2 separate regions of the Nomascus leucogenys genome follow, and region 2 is linked to region 1. The links are chromatin contacts, called in public Hi-C maps. All regions are on one chromosome and are shown on one strand. Each heading gives the region's core, a stretch centred on a gene start, on an enhancer-like site or on the middle of the called end of the contact. The rest is flanking DNA. Distances are from core to core; before and after follow the strand shown.

Evidence for each region. A called contact is a pair of places that touch in the nucleus more often than the background predicts.
Region 2: a Hi-C map of a lymphoblastoid cell line shows a contact between it and region 1, with 2.1 times the contacts expected there. The contact joins the enhancer-like site here to the promoter of HIVEP1 in region 1. A contact is called at or near these places in 2 of 4 Hi-C or Micro-C datasets (a lymphoblastoid cell line and an unstated tissue).

What each region holds. Positions count from the first base shown.
Region 1 is chr8:60,420,568-60,424,482 of Asia_NLE_v1, reverse strand. It overlaps HIVEP1 (zinc finger protein 40), which reads right to left and starts at 1,628. Exons shown (of 9, transcript XM_030817293.1): 1 at 1,365-1,628.
Region 2 is chr8:60,457,886-60,461,800 of Asia_NLE_v1, reverse strand. The region is part of intron 2 of HIVEP1 (zinc finger protein 40); the gene reads right to left. Among named protein-coding and RNA genes, the nearest start is that of HIVEP1, 37 kb to the right of the region's middle. Within about 2 kb of position 2,265, the one cell type or tissue checked has an H3K27ac peak away from gene starts, as active enhancers do. A contact at or near this core is called in a lymphoblastoid cell line, where this site is marked.

The DNA.
Region 1 (3,915 bases), core at 379-2,878:
TTTATCCCTGATCTGGCTGTATGTCAGCTCAGCACAACACAAAATTATTTGCATTGTTTAACTACATGGTAAAATAGTACAAAAAAATATGATGGTCTAAGTATTTCATCTAGCATTGTGCTAAGTGATCTCTAAAAGATACAGCTTCTCAACTCCTTGCACTAAAGAAACATCCACTAATCTAATTCAGGAAGGTTCTGATTCAATAAAGAATTGAGATACAGCTGAACCAAATAAATTGCATGAATGCTTAACTACGTTCGTTGTTAAACTTAAAGCTTTTAAATGGTAACGATATTTGGAAGTTTTTAAAGCGTGAACTCTGACTGTAATCCAATCATGTGATCCCATGGGATCCGGAGCATAAACGTAAAATGTGCACATTCCCTGTCCGTAAAGGCTTTCTGCTACCCCGTTCACTGCCTACCCACTGTCCCTAGCTGTCCATCCCATGTTTAAATCCTTGTGGGGGGAAGTGGGTATTTCCAAAGACAGCAGCATTGTAGCGACTAGGACGAGTGATAAACCGTTCCTTTACGGGAAAGAAATAAATACTACATGGAGCAAAAACATGACACGATCAAAAAGCGTAAAGACAGTTGCAAGGAGAAAAAACATGAATGAATGTGGAGGGCGGAGCCTGGGAAAACCCCTCTGCAACGCTGCACTGAACAAAGCGCTTCGCATGCCAGGAGGAGGGGGGAATGGAAGTGCCAGCTCAGGAAGGAGCCTGGAGTGGATGCAGAGAGCTGAGGAGGAGGAGGAGGAGGAGATGAGGCGAGCGCGGCAGCCCTGAGACTCCTCCTCGCCGCCAGCTCCGCCGCCGCCCCCTCCCCTCTCCAGCCAGCAACTCCTTCCCGAGCCTGACCCCAAGGCGAGCCCGAGCCGACCCGCACCCCAACCCACCGCCCCCTTCCCAACTGCAGCTGGCGCGCACTCCCAACCCGGAAAGAAACTACCCAGGTGGCCGGGAGTAAACAGGCACTTAGAGCAAAGAACGAAAGGGAAAGCAAGCCACAAAGCCGGGAGGTTGGGATGCCGAGGCCTGGTCTCCTTCACCTCCCACCCTCTTGCAAAATGCGTCTGCGGCTGGAAGGCGGCTGGGGAGGCTGGGTCCCTCTGTACCTGCTCGGCTCGCGCGCGGCGACGGCGCCCAGAAGTGCCAAGTGTCTCCCGCACGCAGCCATCCCCTCTGCAAGGTCGGCGGTTGCACACACACGCGCGCACACACGCGCACACACACACACACACGCCCGCACGCCCCCCGCCCGCCGAAGGGATGTGCTCCTGCCCGCCCCCCCGCCCCGCTCCGCCCCGCCGCCCTCCCCAGCTGCAGCGCCCCCGCCGCGGAGCCCGCGCCGAACCTGCTGCCAGGACGCCCGGCGGAGCCGCTGCCGCTGCAGCCGGCCCTGGAGCTGCGCTGCTGATGGCGGCGGCCGCGGCTCGGGATCTCCGCGACCCTCGCGCGGCGGCGGCGGCGGCGGCGGCAGCGCCTGGGATCCCTCCTTCACTTGACAACCCCAAACACAAACATAACCTCCTCCAGCGGCCGCTGCTCCCCGGTCCCCCGCTCCGTCCGCCACCCTGCCGCCGCCCAGCAGCCGCCACGCTGAAGGCCGGCGACTGGCGCTCACACCACCCAGCACTGAAATATTAAACAGGGGAGCGGGCCGGGGGGCGGGGGGGGGAGCGCGGGGCGCGCGGGCGGGGGCCGCAGCCGCCGGGCGGAGGAGGCGGCGAAGCTCGCCGGCGCCCGGAGCCACGGCATGATCGCGGCCGCCAGGGAGCCGGGCAGCCGGGCTGGGGGGCGCGCGCCGCGGCGGGGCGGGCGGGCAGCCCCTGGGGCCGCGGGGCCCGGACCGGGAAGGACGGGCGCGGGCTTTACCTCTCCCCTGGGGCAGAGTAGGGCACGTTTAGCGTCTTTGGGGCCGGCGGGAGGAACGCGGACCGGGCGGCGCGGGGGAGGCAGGGCGAAGGTCGGAGGCTTTCCCGCGGGTGGGCGGGGCGGCAGGGGATCCCCGGGGGCGGGAGGAGGGGAGGCCGCGGGCGGCGACGCGTGGGCGGGGTAGGGGGCGTCCCCGCGGGGGCTGGGGTTGAGGCCGGGGCGAGGGGCGGGGGACGCCCAGGCGCCGGGGCCCAGCTGGGCCAGCGCGGCCGCCAGCTCTGACCGGGTGTAGGGACTGGATGGGCGCCCGGCCCGGCACGAACCCGGAGCCAGTGTCCCGGGTCTCCCCGGCGGGGCGGGCCCCAGACCGCGCCGGCCCCGCCACCCACCCGCCGCTTCGCCCCTCCCCGCCCCGCCCGGCCGAGCCGCCGCAGGGACGGGAGGGGGACGCGGGAGGAGGTGGCAGCGCAGCCCGGGGGGGAGGGGCGGGGTTAGGGACGCGCGGGGCGGAAGCCCGGGGTCGCGACGCCTAGGGAACCAGCACCCGGCGGGGGCGGAGGGGCGGGCCCGGCCAGTCACGCGGCCCCGGGAAGGCCTGGCCCGGTCGCTCAGTTGGGGGCGGTTGGTCCGGGAAGAGGGGCGGGGCGGGCGGGGCCGTAGTTTCTCTTTACCGTCTCTTTACTTTCTACAGCAGGATGTGGGCCGGCCGCTGACGTCATGGGGTCTCCCGGCCCCGCCCCTCGCCCGGGCCGAATGGGGGAGGGGGAGGCTAGATGGCGGCGGGGGGGGACCCCAAGGGGGTTTCCTCAGCAACGCGTAGAAGGAAGGGGAAAGTCATTGTGAAACTTGAAACTCATTAACTTTGAAAAACAACTTTTAAAAAAACGGAGGGGGGCAGGGTGTTGATTTGGAGAGTGGAAGGGGACATATTATTAACCCTGAACTGAAACCACTTTTTGGTGGCGGATATTCTATTAAAAGAGCGAGGAAAGCCAAGGTTATTCCAGAGGCCGCTCCAAAGCCCCGCTGGTGCTTCCCAGTGCCGAAGCTGCGAGCGCAGTTAACCCCTGCCTGCCAGCCTGACAGCTTATAGGGCCAACCCGGGAGGGGACTTCGGGGACAGAAAAGGGGGGTGCGGGGCTGGTCGTCGGACCGGGCTCCAGGCACGAGGGGAGGGCGTGAAAGGGGAAGAGGGAGTAATTAGCATGAACCAAGGTGTGACCCCGGCTGCTAGAAAGCAGTAGAGGAAGCAAGGAGTGGAAATCCATGGCAAAGCAGTGAAGAGGGGCTGGACCAGGGTAACGAAGAAGATTTTCAGGGTTAGACCTAAAGAACGTTCGCAGTTTGGGGCACAGAAATTCCACACGTCCACCTCAAGAAGCAAAAGTGGCTGGTTTAACGGGCCACCTCAAACTTGAGAGGAATGAGGTGAAACAAAATTGATGCAAAAAAAAAAAAAATCCCTGATGAAACTAAACTGTTTTCCCCTTTTAAGGAATAAAAATGCTAAACGACCATACACCCACTAAGACAGCTGGCCATCTGTGCAAACTTGAATTGTTTTGTTCCCTTGGGCTTCCATAACGACGTCTAGGTTTTTCCTGCTGGAGTTGACCCCTAAAATTCCCCTGAGGAAATCGTACCTCTGGCTCATTTGAGCTAAGAAAAGCTCAAACTACCAGAATGGGAATGATTAAAAATGGAATACTCAGTAATGGCGGGTGTGTAGCCAAAAATAATATCATGTAAAGGGAGAAATATGCCTACTACAAAGTAAATTTGGTTATAAAAGCAAAGATCATCCAACTGTGTACATGTACAATTATGTCTAGCATACTAATGCTAACCCTACGATGAAATAATGCAATTTTTATTTTCACTGTGCTATAACCATCTCTCATTTGTGAAATGAAATGATATCCAATAGGTTGCAACCACCAAAAAAGTATATAATGTAACTTCCCAACTGGGTTATTTGAATCAAAAAGTAAACATGCATTTAACTGTGAACGTATAGCTATTAATCTGTC
Region 2 (3,915 bases), core at 1,016-3,515, 37 kb before region 1:
ATGACTGACAGTGAAACACATTAATCCTATATCCGTAGTGGGACACAAACTAATGACAAAAGAAAAATGGTGGTATTGGTGCTGGCATTAGTAGTCTGAACTGCTGTGTATGTCAAAGCAAGTAAGTAATTCTGTCATTCCAGGAGTCACTGAGTACAAGCATTCTTGCTGTGAGAGAAAGGAGACAGAAGCATAAGATCCAAGAGGTGAAGTAAAAACCCTGTCGTCCTGACATTTATTTTAATATACATATATATATATATATATGCACTTGTGTATGTGCTACACACATGCACACAGCATCCACTGAACAGGCCTGGAAGCAACTGCCAACCCAGTAGCAATGAGCATGCCTAGCGCCTGGCCTGTGGTTCCCCGATACCATTTCCCGCCACTTCTACCTTCATCAATAGAACATTTCAATAGGTGGAGATTAAGACCCCCAAAAAGTAGGAGCAAAGACTTGGAAGCAGGAAAGGCCTACTTAGGATGGGCAAATGGCCCACCAGGCCAAGGGCTAGAAAGCAAGGGCATCTGCAGTGAGACTGTCTGGAGGGGCCTGACAGGGCCCGACTGTGAGAGCTAATCTTGAAAGCAAAGAAAGCTGTTTATGATTCTTGAGGAGAGGATGGGAGTCACCCAGCTGGACCCATGGTGTTTAATTTTTTTTGAGACGGAGTCTCTCTGTCACCCAGGCTGGAGTGCAGCGGTGGGATCTCGGCTCACTGCAACCTCCGCCTCCCGGGTTCACGCCATTCTCCCGCCTCAGCCTCCCGAGTAACTGGGACTACAGGTGCCTGCCACTACGCCCGACTAGTGTTTTTGAATTTTTAGTAGAGACAGGGTTTCACCATGTTAGCCAGGATGGTCTCGATCTCCTGACCTCGTGATCCGCCCGTCCTGGCCTTCCAAAGTGCTGGGATTACAGGCGTGAGCCACCGCGCCCGGCCGATGGTGTTTAATTTTTACGGTGCCCATGTGTGGCAGGCATGAACTGTCGTTATTTACAGACGAGGATGCTAAGGCTTATCTGGCAAATAGCATGTGGAACAGTCCCAATTCTAAACCCAATTGCGGTTTCCTAACACAGGCTTGTTTCCACTAGGCTGGCGGAGTAGGTGCCTGGCATTTAGGGCAGTTAACGGTGTCAGTGTAAGAACAAGTTAGAGAGTCATGGACAAAGCTGATCAGATAGGAGGCTTTGTCTTTCTTAGGAGCAACAGGGGCGGACTCTGAGCACCTCCGGATATACACACTCCAGAGAGCACACATCATCGCCAGCAACACCCCAGAAAGCGACATGCATTCGAGAATACCTTGTAATTTTTCATCTTCATTTTAATGTTACAAACCAGTTCATCAAATTCTAACAGTTACATCAAAAAGGAAGCAAAATTTCACAACAAAAATATTCCCTCATTACATAATAAAAATCGTTGAAATCCCAAATAGAGCATACGAGAAAAAGGAAGTTTAACAAAAACTACTCAAATGGGCCATGAAAGTATAAGCTTATTAGTGGAAATCCACAAATTTGTTTTTAAATAAGTTTGAGTCATCTGTAAATCATCCCTCCATCTTTCTTTCTACATATAAATAGCATTTATTATCTGAGCAAGCAGGCAGAAAAATATCTTCTTTGGTTATTTGTGTTGATTTGTGAACAGAGAACTGGACAAAATCTAAATATCTAAGAGCCCTCCTTTAACTTTAATATCCTATAGTCATTTAAAGAGACACATCTGATCAGGCGGAGCAACTGGCATGATGGTCCCCTCCTTGCACAAGGTCTCACACGCTCTGCCAAACACAGAAAGCCAGTGCTGTCACGCCACAAGCTCCCTGAGGGGCTAAAACACCACTCAGATCCCCTTTCTCCAGGTGCTGACCCACTCAGCAGCCAAATCTTAGAGAGAGGAAGAGAGAGGGTCAGAACCCTGCAGAGGAAGGCTGCTCACGAGCGGGCATGCCAACACTACCTGCACCTTAAAAACAGGTGAATCCTGACATAAGAAATGTCATTAATCTCAAGCCTCTGTGTACCAAAAAGATTTCAATGTATTAGCACCTGTTTCAAGGGTGTTCCTGTTATCTGGTAACCCACACCCCATAATAAATGTTCTGTTTATAAAGGCTTGGGAGAATCATCCCATACCCTTCCCCCTGCCCACACCCACCTTTTGCTGTATTCTCACCTCTTTTATTTTCCTTTGGGTAAGCCAGAGCTGGCTACACTTTGGAATCTAAAATCTTATCATAATGCCCAGTGAGGAACTAGCTCCACATTTTCTTTTGCTAACATCACATTAAAATGCATTAAGCAGCCAGTGTGCCCAGTAGATACCACATAAACACTCTGAGGCTTGATTTTGGTTTGAATTGTGCAGACTAGTGGAGAGAAAATAATACAAAACCGTCCCCAAGCAGAAAGAACAGTTTCACCATTTTGCTCAAAAGTGAGCCAGTAACTGGAAAGAAAGGGTCACAAAACAAGCCTGTATCTCAGTTTCACAGATTGAATAATTTTTATGTAAGTAATACTAAAAAGGAGACAATCTCGTTTTAGCCCCTATGGTTCTTTAAACTGGAAAGGTATTTTTAAAAACAAGCATTCTGTATTCACCCTTAAATGTTGAATTTTCAATTAAAGAGCATATCCAGGTACCATTAACAACAGATTGTGCATGTTTTTAAATACTCTGTGACTCACAAGTAGAATCTTGATTACTAAAAAATAAATTTTAAAAAAGGTAAGATTTTGGGGTAGGATGATGGGCATATTGGTTGGAAGGCCAAGAATTGCTGGAGAGAGGTAGAGTATTGGAAATGTATGCCATCTTTTCTCAATTCTAAATTATCATTTAATGTCTAGGTGACAAAGTTCAGAAAAATATGACCCTAATTTTTTATTCAAGCAAATGTTCTTTCCCTTATCTAAAGGAGCAAAAAGGTGTCCACTCTCCAGCCTTGTCATACACTGCCGCCGCAGACGGCGCACAAGTGCTTTCCCAAGGCCTTACGCTTCACCGTGGGCCCACCTGCTCTTATCCCTGGGCCCAATGGCAGCTAAAATTTGTGACTTTTCAAGGTGGGACAAAGAACCGGCTGAAATGGAGATGCCCGCTTAACAGAAATCTTGTAAGAAGCTGAAACGCCCATGGTCATGAAAGCTGGTGAAAAACAGAAGAGTTCAGATGCATCCTAACTGCAAAATGGAACAGCAGGACTTGAGCCTACAGCTCACTTACTAATTCAGAGGGCCTCTAGGCACGTGCCAGAACCACGCAAACTGCTCAGTACCAGATGTGAAAAGCAAGGAGGGTACTGCTCTGAAAAGACAAGTGCAGTGAACCCAAAACAAAGGTCTTAAATTCTTTCCCGACCGGCTTATCGAGGAAACTAAGAGGGTTCCATGACTGCAAGCGATCTCTCACGATGGAAATACCACTGAATTAAAAAGCTTCCTACCGGGTGCATCCACAGGAAAAAGGTGCCCTTAGAAGTGCCTAAGAAACGTAAGGATGAAAACCGACGGGAACATCCACACCCTCAGCCAATCCCACCCCAAAAGCAGAGTGAGAGAAAGGCCAAACTCTTAACGGCAATCAGCAGTGTGACAGGACGGAAAGAAGATGTGTTTGTGGCAGAACACCTGCTTCTGAGTAGCGCCTCTGCCCCAGGGGCTGTGAGACCCGGGATGTGACCTAGGCTGCCCAGGGCTACCATGAACCTGTCTCCCGGCACCGTGGGAGATCACGAGGTAGCAGCACATGCAGCAGTGCCCAGCTTTGTGCCTGGCACAAAGCGCACATGCAGGCAAATCAGCTTCCTCCCTTCGCCGAGTCATGCCTTCCAAAAACACCATTTCACCCACTGGCCAACCGTCCAACTTCCTGATTCCTCTGCGAAGACACT